Linked DNA regions of Pan troglodytes: region 2 is linked to region 1. Evidence: chromatin contacts called from public Hi-C data. All regions are on one chromosome and are shown on one strand. Each heading gives the region's core, a stretch centred on a gene start, on an enhancer-like site or on the middle of the called end of the contact. The rest is flanking DNA. Distances are from core to core; before and after follow the strand shown. Region 1 has its middle 24 kb from the start of PTGS1. Region 2 has its middle 33 kb from the start of TTLL11.

Region 1 (7,846 bases), core at 2,414-4,913:
CAGGGCTGGCCTGGCAGGCCGGCCAGAGGAGGGACAGGGAAGCATCTATTGCTGCTGGAGATGCAGCTTTGCCACGAGACCACGGAAACTGGACCACAGGCCTGTGGAGATGAGTTCCTGCAGCTATGAAGTCAAAAAAGCACCAATCTAGTAGTCAGGAGTCCTGGGTTCTAGATACACCAGGGACCCAGAGCAGACACCTGCCCCTCTCTGAGGCTATGGGTTTTCCTTAAAGAGGGCAAACCCTCCTTAAGGAAAGAAGGCCAGAGCTGCCAGACAGAGTATTAATTCCTTCTCTGTTTTCCATCCCTGACAGCTGTGGCTTTTAAACATATTTTTAGAGGCAACTTCTTTTTTTACAAGCAAAATCCAAAGACCCTCTCACTCCCTGCACCTCCATCCCATGTATAAAACAGAAAACATGTTTACACTGATCTGCTGTGGTTGGAGTAGAAGCTGGGGACTCTCCCAAGCCCACACAGAAGATAAAATCTTCACCCTGACGTTGAGGCCCCTACCTCTCCAGTGCCATCCTCATTCTCCTATCCAGACTGAGCGATCTTTGCCCATCCTGGACTTTCTCTTGGGAATATCCTTCCCCTCCTCTCTTGATTCAAACCCTCCTCATCCTTCAATGTCAGATCCCTTGACACCTCCTCCAGGGAGCCCTCTCCAAAGCCCCTAATGGAAAGCGTCACTCCCTCTACCACACTGCCCTGGCACCTCAGTCCCCCACAAGTACCAAGCACCTGCTGTGTCCAGGCAATGCAAACAAATGAACAGCATCTCTCTTCTCTCTGATCCTGAGCACCTGCGGGGGTCAGGGGAGGGGACCATGCCTGTTTCCCCCATAACAGAGTGTGCCCAGCCTCACCCAGCTAGGAGCTGGCAGACCAGCCTCTGCCCCACCAGGCTTCACTGAGCCACGTTAGTGGTCACCTTTTCTGGGCTTCAGCTTCCCCCCTCTGTATAATGGCGGCAGCTAACACCTAATCAGGACTGTGTGTAGAATCAGGACTAGCTACATAATTTGAGGGGCCCTTTGAAGAATAAAAATACGCAGCCCCTTGTTCAAATATTAAAATGTTCAAGACAATAGCAGTAGAAGATTAAACCAAGCACAAGTCACACACCTGTGGAGTCTGTGCACTACACAAGAGGTCTGAAATCAGCCAACCTATGCCCAAGTGTGGGGCTGTGTCAGCCAAAAAAGATGGTCCGTTTTCTTCATGTAAGTTCACTTTCTGTTGGTCAAGCTGGGGACCAGCAGGACTGCATCCTCCCATTAGGGAGCACCTTTTCTCAAGTCAGACAAAGGTATGGTATTGGCCAGCAGGCACCCTGCCCGACTTCATAGCACTACCATGTAAAATGGGCTTGTTGAGTGAGGAGAGAGAACCAAAATCCAGACACAAGAAATTGGAGACCAGGGGCCAGGTGTAGTGGCAGGCACCCATAATCCCAGCTACTCGGGAGGCTGAGGCAGGAGAATCACTTGAACCTGGGAGGCAGAGGTTGCAGTGAGCCGAGATCATACCACAGCACTCCAGCCTGGGTGACAAAGTGAGACTCTGTCTTAAAAAAAAAAGATAGTGGGGATTTATACCAGAGATGGGCAATCAGGACAAGCCAAAGGGTGGAGATCCGAAACTGCAAACCTCACCTCAGAGCAACGTGATTCAAGGTCAACTTCCAAGTTCAGAGGTCAAAAGTAGGTGCTCAGTCCTTGCCTTGTTCTTTCAGCCAGTATTTACTGAGCACCTACTATGTGCCAAGCACAGTTCCAGGCTTCATGATACAGCAGTGAGCAGGACAAAGTCCCCTTCCTCCCAGGGTTCACATTCTTGCGGTGGGGAGAGGAAATAAACATTATTGAAAGAAAATAAATGAACCACCCAACTAAAGATAAGTGATATGAAGAGAATTAAACAGGGTGAGAGGGAAGGACTGCTGGTAGGTGGGCTGGTTCATATAGGGTGGCCAGGGAGGGTCTCCCTGAGGAGGTGACATTTGAGCTGGGCTCTGAATGAAATGGGGCCAGCCGGTGCCCCAGCTGCAAAGCATGGGGGTGGGCGTGTGGAGCTGCCTGCAGGAGGAGAGCCTGCAGAACCACACTTTGCTAAAAAGGCGAAGGTGAAGGCAGGCTGGGCAGGAAGTCTGGCCCCCTGTAACCATATCCCCAGGAAGGAGGAAGCCAGGAAGACGCTTTCAGCAGTCGTATTCATCAAGGCCTCTGCTCTAACCCGGGGCAGCACCAGAGGCTCCTCAGGCCCGATCCACCTTCGGCCAGGCCGCCTGGGGAGGGGACAGCAAGGGAGGGAGGATAGCCCTGGATTCTCTTCCAGACAATAAATGCTTCCAGGTTCCTAGGGAGCATTCTGTGGGTCACAGCTGCATCTGATCTCAATTACCCCAGGGTGTAGGGTTCCCCGGCCGGGCAGGGATAGGGGTGGAGGGGAGGCCGTTTCTCCATAATCAGAATCTCCTGGCCTAGTGGGTGAAGACACCTCAGGACAGGTCCCCAAAATTTCAGGACGCAGGAAGAGGGTTCTCCCCAAAAAGAGAGGTCTGGCTGTGTGTGAGTGGAGGCTCTGCTTCACAGCCATTTTGCTGTGTGACCTGGTGCCACTCACTTAACCTCTCTGGGCCCCTGTGGGAACTGTGAAGATTCAACCTTTTCCTTTCCTACCTTTTCCCACCAAAGAGGCAAGAGGACAATCTAGGCCAAGAGGGCAAAGCTCAATGCTATGGGCTGGGCTGGGCTGCAATGGGTGGGGTTGCTAACTCCTTACTTTTTCCTGACTTGATTAGATCTTAACCCTTATGCAAATATGTCCCCGCCCAAGATTATGGTGCCAGCATTGTCAGGAGTAACATCTCCCAAAACAGAGCAGGGCCGAGTCCCATTCCTCAACCAGCTGGGGCAAGACACTTTATATCTCTGGGCCTCAGTTTACTCATGTCCACCTCCAAAAGGGACGTGAGGATTCAGTATCAGGTGTGACGCCGGTTCACCCAGTAAGTGATCATTCCATCAGTTTTTCAATCAACAACCACCATGAAAGTGGCAATGCCTCTAAGCACGGGAGAAAGCCCCCGGTTTGTAAAAATTTTGCACAATAGGGTTTTTGTTATTGATGGCCTTAAGCAAGTTTTTCCTCTTCCGGGTCTCTGTTTCCCATCCATAAAGGTGCCTGCAAACAACGTTCCGCTCAGAAGAGGGTGTTTTAGCCCAGAGTTGCGGGGCGTGGCTCAAGCTACAGTGGTAGGTTTCTTAGCTGGTGAAACTTTCCTCCGAAATCCTGGGTTTCACTGTGCACCTTCTCTTGTCAGGAGGCTGAGGAACCGTAGCACAGGGTTGGGTTTTTAGCGGAGCAGGAAACTGGACGCGGGGAGTGGAGGGGGCGAGCACGGGGGTCTTCCCTGAGAGGGCTTCCAGTAGCCAACGTTCATTTCCCAGGCTCAGGAAGGCGGCGAGCCGGGATTCGAATCTGCGCCTCGAAGGCGATGGGCGGAGCCGGGAGTGGACGCCGGGGTCAGCGGAGCACGGGGCCGCGCTTCCCCCGGCCGCCCGGGCCGCTCCGCGGGCGCTCTTTCTCCTTTTATGTCCGCGCGGGGCCGGGAACTCCCTGCCGGGCCGCGGCCCGCGAACAATGCGCGCTTCCTGCCCGCCCGGCCGGGCCGCGGCCCGCTCACTCCCCGCCCTGCGGCCGCCGGGAAATGACAGCAGCCCGGGACCGCCGCGCGGGTACACGGGGTCGCGCCCCGGGAGACGGCCGGAGCCGCCCACCGAGGGCCGCCGGGCGAGGGTGCGAGGTGACCTAGCGATGGGCAAGCGGCAGCGGGCAGGCGGCCGTCGTGTATTCAGGCGCGCGCACAAGCCTTCTGCCGGTCGCACCCCTTGTAACATGCGTGTCTGTGCCATGCACCTAAGTCTCCACTGCACGCTGCACGTGCCCCACACAGCCGCATTGCCTGCGCAGACATCCACGTGTTGCTTCCACACGTGGTGGCTGAGTGGGTGGGCATCTGCCAGGGACCAGGCCCTGTGCCAGGCACTGGGGGTCCAGCGTGAACAAAGAGAAAAGCTGGCCAGGCGTGGTGGCGCGCGCCTGTAGTCCCAGCTACTCGGGTAGGTGAGGAGGGAGGATCGCTTGAGCCCATGAGTTCCATGCAGGCTGCAGTGAGCTGTAATGGATGGCGGCCAATACAGTAAAAACTGAGAAGAGCTTTGGACTTCTGAAGTTTATGCTCTAGTGAGGGAGGAAACAGAACATCCTAAATTACTACATTATATGGTATATTAAAAATCAATACTTTTAGGGAGAAAAGGGAAGAAGGGACTGGTGGGAAATTGGGGCTGTTTTAAACAGGGTAGCTATGGGTATTTTAACTTAAGAAGGTGACGCTGGAGCAAAGATGCACAAAATATGTTTCACAAACAAATAGATACATCTCAAAAGTATATACAATATATACCTCCAAGTATATGTATTACACAAACATACTCCACTTACATCCACATGCCTATAAATACCCCATGCATAAGCACCTCACATACATCTGCACATACTAGACCATATAAATGCATGGTATACAGTATATACATAGTCTAGTATACAACATGCATACTATCTCTGCTACATGCATACCTTTTTTTTTTTTTTTTTTTTTTTTGAGACAGAGGGTTTCACTCCCATCACCCAGGCTGAAGTGCAGTGGCACAATCTGGGCTCACTGCAACCTCCACCTCCTTGGCTCAAGCAATTGTCTTGCCTCAGCCTCCTGAGTAGCTGGGACTACAGGTGCACGCCACTGCGCCTGGCTAATTTATCTACTTTTTGCACAGACGGGTTTTGCCATGTTGCCCAGGCTGGTCTTGAACTCCTGAGCTCAAGTGATCCATCTGCCTCAGCCTTCCAAAGTGCTGGGATTACAGGCATTAGCCACCACCTGGCCTACATCTGATCTCTCTCTATGGCATCTGCATCTATAATATGTATCACTTCTGTGCACACAAGTGTCCTGCTGTGTGCCATGTGCACATTTATGCCTGCACCCTAGATGTATACATATGCAGACCCCGGGTAGACCATATGTGTATCACACCCCTCAAGTATGTGCTTGTCTAATTTCATAAGCCACATGTCAATATAGTACATCCAAAGACATCATAATACATGGATTTACATGCCTTGTGTTCATCATGTAAAATATATCGTATATTCATATACCCAAATACATGTGTCATAAACCTTGTGTAAATGTATGTCTATACACACCACACAAACACAGCTACACATCTCTCTGTCACAAATATACTACATGCCCATTTCCCACACATTCTTGTAGCTGTTTTATATGTCCCATATCGATGTGCAAATAATAGCAATAACATTTACCGAGTGATTACTATGTGCCATATGCACTTCTGGGTGGATGACCTCATTCAATCCTTCGGACAGGCCTATGCAACAGGTCCTATTCATTTAGCCTGGCTGCTAAAAGTTCACACCACAGTCAGATCACCTGAGTTTGAATCCTGGCTTCACCATTATCTAACCTGTGGCAAGCTTCTGTTTCCCCATCTGTAAAATGGGGCCGATAGTAGTACCTCCTTTTTTGAGTTGTTGGGAAGTCAATGAGATCATCATGCATGAGAAGCGTATAGTACAGTGCCACACATAGACTGAGTGCTCAGTAAATGTTAGCTGTGATTATTAGTATCTGTGTCACAGATGAGAAGTCAGGCTCAGAGGGGTTAAATGACTTCCCTAAGGTCAACCTGTAAGTGGAGGAGGCAGTTCAGCATTCCACAGTACTGTATCTGCAGCTCATGCCCCCCAATCACCCAATGGGGACAAATACACACACACACACACACACACACACACATCAGGCACATTCCCTGTAGACTCCAAATGCTCATATCATCAACACATGCCTCACATAGTTCCCCTGTACGTATCACACAGACATAAATTCGTTGAGCATCTATAGTTTTGTTTGTGTGTTTGTTTGTTTATTTGACGTCCAACTTTTTTTTTTTTTTTTTTTTGAGACGAAGTTTCACTATTGTTGCCCAGGCTGGAGCGCAATGGCGTGATCTCAGCTCACTGCAACCTCCACCTCCCAGGTTCAAGCGATTCTCCTGCCTCAGCTTCCCGAGTAGCTGGGACTATAGGTGCCCGCCACCATGCCCGGCTAATTTTTGTATTTTTAGTAGAGACGGGGTTTTGCCATGTTGGCCAGCCTGGTCTTGAACTCCTGACCTCAGGTGATCCACCCTCATCAGCCTCCCAAAGTGTTAGGATTACAGGCGTGAGCCACTGTGCCCAGCCCGACTTCCAACTTTTATTTAAAGTTCAGAGGTATATGTACAGGATGTGCGGGTTTGTTACATAAGTAAACGTGTGCCACGGTGGTTTGCTGCACAGATCATCCCATCACCTAGGTATTAAGCCCAGCATCCATTAGCTATTCTTCCTGATGCTCTCCCTCCTCCCACCTTCCACCCTCCAACAGGCCCCAGTGTATGTCGTTCCTCCCCCATCTGTCCGTGTGTTCTCATCATTCAGCTCTCACTGTAAGTGAGAACATGCGGTATTTAGTTTTCTGTTCCTGCGTTTGTTTGCTGAAGATAACGGCTTCTAGTCATTGAGCATCTATATAATCAACAGCTATCCACCATGTGCCAGGCTAGATGCTGGGGTACAGCGGTCAGCTTCTTGCTTTCATGGCACTTACCAGCACACACCACTGTGAACACATACCACATGTAACCTGCATACATGTGGCCCTGCTGTGTGCACATTTCCCATTTGTAGCATCATGAACATACAGCCCATAGGCACGAACCACTCACTTGCCCCCTTGATGGATCAGCCCAGCCTGGACAACATAGGAAGACCTCATCTTTGCAAAAATAAAAAGAATTAGCTGGGCACGGTAGTGCCCACCTGTAGTCCCAGCTACTCAGGAGGCTGAGATGGGAGGATCGCCTGAGCCCAGGGGGTCCAGGCTGCAGTGAGCCATGATTGCACCGCTGCACTTCAGCCTGGGTGACAGAGTAAGACCCTGTCTCAGAAAAAAAGTCAAAAAAAAAAAAAAGGTGGATCACCTGCACATAATCCATATAGACACATCTCCTATTATTTACCCACACCCAGTATATTCATACCACTTGTACCTGCAACCCACACATACACTCCAAAGTAGAGTGTGCACACAACAAATGTAGATGTACCATATACACATCTGCTCATGTTCATTCACCCTCTGCCAGCATGCACACTTTCCTTAAGGCATTTACCTATAACCTGTGTGCATACACGTAGCCGGTATGTGTGACTGGTGGACCTGTTCCCCTATCTACCCCACACGGGCAGCTTGGGAGGCCCAGGCGGGCTCCCCTGGGTGGGTCTGATGTGAGGGTGGGGGGGGTCAAAGAGGCAGAACCTGGACCCCCATCACAGGGGAGAGAAGGTGGCCCTTGGCTTCACGGCTGGTGGCCAGGAAATTATAGTCGACACCAAACCAAAGCGGCCTCTTCTAGGGCCAGGTAATCAGGCCTCTCCCGGATTTGGTGTGACAGCTTAAATGTTCTAATTCCGCTGCCAGGGCCCCCACTCCCCAACTCCGGCCGTGGCCCAGGCCTCGGCCCTCTGCGGTAATTAGACCCACGTTTTCATTACCCTGAGATTAGACAGGTCCCCTCCGGCTGGGGGACGCCCACAGCTGCACGGGAACCATCCCCCGCACGAATGCATTTACCTGATTATGGAGTTTATTTTATATCAATTGCTCCAGAGTGTTGGAGGCCCACTTTGCCCTACCCCCCGCTCCC
Region 2 (6,884 bases), core at 2,867-5,366, 220 kb after region 1:
CATCCCCACCAAGGCAGCAGAAGAATGGGAGCAGAAACAGGAGCACTTGAAAGAGTGGATTCAAGTCCTGACTCTTTTTCTTCCCAGTTGAGGAAGAACCTTGGGGAAGAGGCTTTGACCCTCTGGGGTCAGTTCTGTCTCCATTACATGGGCAGAGTAACCTACCTCCCAGGATGAGGGCCCTGAAAGCAAGTGGTCCATTAAGGAAAGGTCAAACAGGGCTTGGAAAGGGACTGTTTTTCAAGAATGACAAACTCGTGTGAGTTTTGCTTAGAAACCCTGACTCGGCTGCCTCCAGCAGGTGGGGGCCTGGCAAGGGTTCCTCATGCGTGAAAGCTCTGGAACACGTTTCTGGGGTCTAGGGTCTGGGTTTAAGTCTGGCCTGCAGGTGGGAGGGTCTCTGTGCCTTCCTTTCCTTCATCCTATTGTTTACTAAGCACCAAGTACCGACTGGGTGCCCAGTGAGTTAAATAGCTCTTCTTTCCAGATGAGGAAACTGAGGCACAGAGAAGTCTGGTGACTTGCCTGAGGTCAACCAGCCAGAAAGTGGCAGAGCTGGGTTTTAAACCTTGGTCTCCTCGTCCAAAGCCATTGCCTCTGGCCTCTGCCCAGCACTTGGAGATGCCAATGGGCTGTTCACCAGGAGTCACTCATGGCAACTGCCTCACAGACGGCCTGGGTCCCTCACAGGCAGGGGTCAGCTGTGCATCATGCATTGGAACACACAGGAGCAGGGAGGCTGCCGGGCCGGGGAGGCTGCAGGGCCAGGCGCGGCCGGATTCACAGGTTGAAGACTGTTCCTCTGGGCTTCCGGACTCCGTGCCTTCCCCCACAGCCCCTTCCCGGGCCGCCTCCCTTCCTGGCCCGGTGCTGGGGGTGACTAGCGGGTGGGGTGGCATCCGGGCTGGGGCTAGAACTGTGAAGAGGGTGTCTGGGTAGAGACTGATGGCCTGTCAGTTGGCTGCCAGCACATCCTCAAATTCTTTGTCTCTGTGTGGAGTGGGGACTGTGGAGGGGGCAGGGGTTGGGCACAGCAGAGGAGGAGGATGCCGGGGTGGGGGCAGGAGAGGGGCATGGCGGGTTGCGGGAGGCCTCCGTGGTCTGCTGGTGCTTATGCTTGTCGGCGGTGTGTGTCTTCGGGAAGTCAGGTCCTTGCCCCCTGCTTTGGGACCAGAGACAGGAGTTCAGATCCTAGCTCTGCTCCCCACTTGCTGGGGGTGGGGGGTCCCAGGCCTGTATCGTTCCTGTTTCCAGTCCTAGGCCTCTGTTTCTTCATCCATGCAATAGGTCTATCCAGCTCTGACCTGCTGTGATCTCTGTAAATCTGAGCTGATTAGAACATTTGGCCCTGAAATTCCAGAGGCCTTTAGGCTTCCCTGATGGAGGGAGCCTGGGTCTGAGTCTTGGTGCTGTCAGGGAGGCACTGAGGGGGCTGGGGGTGGGGTCAGAGAGGTGGGGAAGGTGAACCCTCCCCACTGCAAGGCCTGGCAGTAGGGCAAAACCAGGCTGCTTATCTCCCCAGCCTGGGCACCCTGGATGACTGTGCTGGGGACATGGGGCTGATGGAGGGGTCGCCAGGGAGGAGGCGGAGAAGACAGAGATGTCATCTGTCCTGAAAGACACAGCCCTTCAGGGCTTCCTGCCCTCTCTGCAGTTCTTGCCAGGTCACCTGGGCCCCAAAGACCCCACAGTTCTGTTCACCAGCCCCCTTCAGTCCTTGTCACCTGGCTACTGCTAGGCAGCCACACTCAGCTCCATGATCTCACCAGCAGCCAAGTAGCTGAACACACAGTCACAGCGCCCCCGCCCACACACACACACACACACAGGCACAAAGCCTGTGGCACAGTCACACATGGGCTTGTAGAGTTATAGGTGTCCCCGCGTGCACAGCCCTCCTGGGAGCCAGCACGGGAGATCACGCATGCGTGCCCACCCCAGCGTGTGGGTGAGCCCAGGGCTGTGCCCAGCCCAGCTCTTAGAGAACCACTCTGAGGCCTCCCTAGACAGAGTCGCAGGAGCCGTCCTAGAGGGGTGGGGGTGGTGATGGGATGAGAAGCGCTCTGTGGGCCTCTGATCCCCTCCTTTAATAAAAGGAGCTAGAAGGCCCCCTCCTCAGCACCCCACCCCCCGGCCTCAGCACCCAAAGCATCCATTATTCCACCCGATGCCCCCTCTAGTTCTGCGGGGTGAGCGCGCTGAGCACATCTTACAGAGGGCAAACTGAGGCTGGGGAGGCGAAGGGGGGTTGCCCAAGGGCAGAGCTGGTGAGGTCAGAAGCAGAATTGCAAGCCGGGGCGGTGGGCCCCCAAACCTGTGTTCTCTCAGGCCGCCCACCCCCATCTGCCGGGCTGGGGTGTGGACCCCGAAGCGTGCCCCGGGCCCCCTCCACCCCAGCACCCAAGGGCCTCCCGGACACAAAGCCACCTGGCGGCGCTCGAGGGGGCGCGCGTGGGAGCGCGCACGGCGGCCCGCGCCTCCGGCCAAGATGTTCCCTCTCCGCGTGATTGACAGGCTCGAGTGCCGAGAAACAAAATTGTTTATGCGCTAATGAATAAGGCCCTGATTGCAAGATCCTGTTTGGAAAATTATAGTGCGGCGGCGGCGGCGGCGGCCGCGGCGGCCCAATTACAGCCCGCGCTGCATATTCATTTCGTCTCTCCTTTGCATCGAGATGAACGGGCGCCCCGCGCCCTGCAAAGGCAACGCCAAATTTAGTCCCAGGTTCCGCACTCCTCCGCGCCATTGTCTGCCCCGGACCACCTGCCTCCTGCCGGCCTGATTGCCCGGGAGGGCGCGAGCAGGGAGGCCAAGAAAGTTCTCCCTACCCCTCCTCCTGGCACCCCCTTCCCTCGGTTCTCTCCGCTCCCTCCTCCGACTCCCCGTCTCTGTCTCCCTTCCCCTCCCGGTGTCTCTTTCTCCCTCTGTTCTCTCTCTCCTTATTCTGTGCCCCACACTTCCTCTCCTCGCTCTAGGCCTCTAACTGGGTGCATCACCGGTCTAGAATGTCAGTCGCTGTCCCTCCCCCTCCAGCTGCACATTCCCTGCGTTCCTGGGTCCCTGGGGACAGCAGGGGCAGTAACGGGGACTGTCTGCTCCTTGGAGGTCACAGAGGTATGAGGCGGGTCTCAAGACCCCTGCCTTGGCTGTGAGCATGGGGTGGCTTGGCTCGTCCCCGCAACCAAGCTGCTGGGGAGAGAGGCCCCTCCCTGCCCGCTGCCTCTGCCGCCTCCCGCATGCCACCAGACCCACTTATCCTGCGGCTCAGGCCCCTTGGCTGCCCAGGCTGCGCCCTCACACCTCCCTGCCCTGCACATGCTGTTCTCTTGCTGGCACGCCCTTCCTGTCTTCCCAGACGCATCCCAAGTACAGCTCAGAGCAGCCTTCCCCTGTCCCCACCACCGCAGGCAACAGGACAGCTCCCTCCCAGAGCACGCTGGTGTCCAGGCATGTCCTGCAGGTACAGCAGCAGGCAGGGTACACTGGCGTCCTTCTCCCGGGCCTGACCAGCCTGGGGGCTGCCGGTGAGTCACCAGGAAGCTCTGGTGTCCAGCTCAAGGCTGATCAAACGGACACCTCCACTGTGATATGGGGGTATAGTCTCCCTGTCCTTGTTGTATGGTGATGGTGGGCAGGAGGGGAGAGGAGGCTGGGAGGGAGGGACTGGGGGTTTGCAGCACCTGGACGCCACAGACCAGGACTGGCCCTGGGTTCCAGACAGTGACAAGGACAACTAACTGGTCCTTGTCACTGGGTCATTGACTTAACTGACAGGTACCTGAGGCCCAGTCTGGCTGGAGGCTCATGGTGGGGGTGATGGTGGCGAGGGCTCTTCAGAGGATGGCCGTGCTCCTCCCCGTCCTGCCTGGGGCCCCACTGAGTAACCAGGCATCTGCACCCCTTCCTGGGATGGAAATTGGGGTATTCAGACGTGAGCAAAAAATGGACAACCACATATACCAACTGGCCTAGACAACCCCCAACCCTGCCGCCAGAGACACACAAAGTAATAGACTCCCACAGTCACATACACACAAACATAGACACGCAGCCTCTCCTTGAAAGACCCACGCAGCCTGAGACACAAAGGCAGGCTGGCCCCTGGGCGTGTGTGGGGCAGCACTGCCCTCTGGCGGCTGTCTTGGCAATCTCTCTGTCAGGCTCTGGCTAGCTTCCTAGAACCACAGCTGAGCCACGATGAGGGTGTCCAAGCCCAGACCCAGAGAACTGGGACTCCCAGGGATGGGATTTCAGGGAGGAAAAGGAATTTGTGTTCCTAGGGTCGAGGGTCTTTTGAGTTCCAGTTCCCTACCCCAATCTGCATGTAATGCAGAACATGTGAGCAGAACTTGCTCACAGAAGGATCAGTCCAGGGATGGTGAGGGGGCGGAGCTCCTTATCATGGGAGGAGTACGAGTTGGGCTGGGACCACTTGCAGATTGGTGGTCTTTAGTGGCAGAGTGGACAACTTCATAGGTCATCGCCAGCTTGAAGAGCCCTGGGAGGTATGTCTAGTCTTCTCCTACTTCACCCCAGCCCAGCCACTCTCCTGTTTGGTTTGTTTGTCAGTCATCAAACTCTGACAGCATCTCAGCACCTCGAACAGCAGGGTGAGATCCTGGGTGGCGGGAGATGAGGCTGTGGAGGGTGGCCAGGCAACCCCTTGGAGGTCTTCGAGGCCAGTATTAGGTGTGTGGGCTTTATTCTGGGGGACAGGGATCTGGAGACAGGCCCAGACAGGGAAGCAACTTGGTCAGATGGGCATGTGAGCACCAGCTAAGGAGAAGCTTAAGGAGCACCAGCTAAGAAGCGACTTGCTCAGATGGGAATGTGAGCACCAGCTAAGGAGGCAGGAGGGCCAGATGGGAGGGATGTGGTGGCCTGGACCAGGACAGGGGCAGGAGTGAGGTGGCAAGAACGACGCAGATCCCAGAGCTATTAAGGAGATGGACTCGCCAGGCTTTGGTGAGGAATTGGCCATGGTGGGCATGGAGCCGGAAGATGAAGTTACCTTGGGGCATATCAGTGCTGACAAAGGGGCCTGGGGGAGAGATGATGAGTCTGATGTGGCTGTGAGAGCCTGAGAGCCTGAGAGCCAAGGGGATGTCTGGAGAGGATGTCTGGAGAGGTATCAGCCTAGAGCCTGAGAGCCAAGGGGATGTCTGGAGAGGTATCCAGGAGGCAGTTGAAATCAGGCCTGGAGATATTCACTTGGGAGTTGGAAGGTTACTGACAGGTGGTTGAAGGCAGTGCACAGCTGAGGCCACCCAGGAAAGGTCCTTGGAAGCCCTAAGCACCAAAGATATGGTGTTCACCTCACCCCCATGAGTCAAAAAGGAGTCTAAATTAAATTATAAAATGTAACACTTACATGCCTTACAAAACTCTTGGCCTGGCACGGTGGCTCACACCTGTAATCCCAGCATTTTGGGAGGCCAAGATGGGCAGATTACCTGAGGTCAAGAGTTCGAGACCAGCCTGGCCAACATGGTGAAACCCCGTCTGTACTAAAAATACAAAAAGTTAGCCGGGCATAGTGGCGCATGCCTGTAATTCTAGCTACTCGGGAGGCTGAGGCAGGAGAATTGCTTGAACCTGGGAGGGAGAGGTTGCAGTGAGCCGAGATCGCACCACTACACTCCAGCCTGAGCAACAGAGTGAGACTCCATCTCAAAAAACAAAAAAAATAAAATAAAATAAAAATAAAAACAAAAAAAGTTTGCAATCGTCACATCCATGGGTTCACAGAAACACATTTTCCTCCTCGTCTTCCTTGTTTGATGCTCCTGGTCTGATGGTGCCCTGAGGTGTCTACCTGCTTGCCGGCTAGGTGGCCCAGCTCCAAATCCAGGCAAAAACAAGAGGCTCAGGGGGCACCAACAGGCTGGGACCAAGGGGAACAAGATGCCCACAAAAGAGAGAAGGAACACCCAGGGAGACTGGAGGAAACCCAGGAGAGTGTGGCATCACTGGGGCCAAGGAAGGAGGGGGTTCCAAGAAAGAGGACATGATTAGTCATGTAGAAAACAAGAGGAGGCACGGAGATGAGGACTGAAGAGGGGGCCCGGATGTGGCTGTGGGGCTGCCAGGCAGGCTCAGTAAAGCAAAGCTGGTCACCTCTCCACGTATCTCTGCTCAAGGGGGCCAGCCTTTGGTGGGGACACTCGGGTGCCCTTTGCCCTTGAGGAGCCTCCGGACCTACAAACAAGGAGGGAGTAAGACCCTGGGGTAGGGTTGAGGCGAGCTGACCTCAGAAGGAGAAAAGGAGACCAAATATTTCAGTGGACTCAAGGCAGGGGGCGCCTCTGGGTGGCAGTCCCTCCTCTGACCACAAGGGGGCAGCATAAAAGCAGGTCCTGCGTGGGCTCAGGCTTCTGTAAGGAGTCGGCTTCCAGATGCTGTTTTCATCTGTGATGCGTCCTTGGGCTCTCTGGGCCTCAGTTTCTTTCTCCGCAAAATGGGGCAGTTGGACATCATATTCTCTTGGACCCTGTTGGGATCCCCTTCATTTTGCATCCCCTTACCGCCTTCCCAGCTCAATGTGACACCCCCCATCTGACCACAATAAGTGTGTAAAGTGAGTAAGGTCAATGGCACAGGTATGGCATGTGGTGAGAACACAGAATGCTAGCCCGAGGAGGCCTACAGGCGTGTGCAAGGTTAGCTGAGTGAGGACAGACCATCCCATGAGCTTGGGTTAAACCTGCCTGCAGCGACCGTCTGTGAAGGTGGCCTCTGCTTCCTCTTACGGGGAGTACTGGGGTGGGGGTGGGGCTGCCTCTGCCTCTTCTGTCTGCCCCCAGGGCAGAGCTCTGGCTCTTTGTCCAGGCTCCTTGTCCTGCCACTGTTTGCCCTCTCTGGGACATGTCAGCACCTGTGCCCTC

What was found. A called contact is a pair of places that touch in the nucleus more often than the background predicts.
Region 2: a Hi-C map of stem cell-derived neural progenitor cells shows a contact between it and region 1, with 15 times the contacts expected there. The contact joins two enhancer-like sites. A contact is called at or near these places in 5 of 7 Hi-C or Micro-C datasets (blood, induced pluripotent stem cells, a lymphoblastoid cell line and 1 more), 1 of 1 datasets of contacts at active chromatin or transcription factors (stem cell-derived excitatory neurons) and 1 of 1 other capture datasets (stem cell-derived neural stem cells).

What each region holds. Positions count from the first base shown.
Region 1 is chr11:16,096,053-16,103,898 of NHGRI_mPanTro3-v2.0_pri, forward strand. No RefSeq gene overlaps it. Among named protein-coding and RNA genes, the nearest start is that of PTGS1, 24 kb to the left of the region's middle. Within about 2 kb of position 3,664, at least 7 of the 24 cell types and tissues checked have an H3K27ac peak or open chromatin away from gene starts, as enhancers often do. A contact at or near this core is called in stem cell-derived neural progenitor cells, where this site is marked.
Region 2 is chr11:16,317,820-16,324,703 of NHGRI_mPanTro3-v2.0_pri, forward strand. No RefSeq gene overlaps it. Among named protein-coding and RNA genes, the nearest start is that of TTLL11, 33 kb to the right of the region's middle. Within about 2 kb of position 4,117, at least 9 of the 24 cell types and tissues checked have an H3K27ac peak or open chromatin away from gene starts, as enhancers often do. A contact at or near this core is called in stem cell-derived neural progenitor cells, where this site is marked.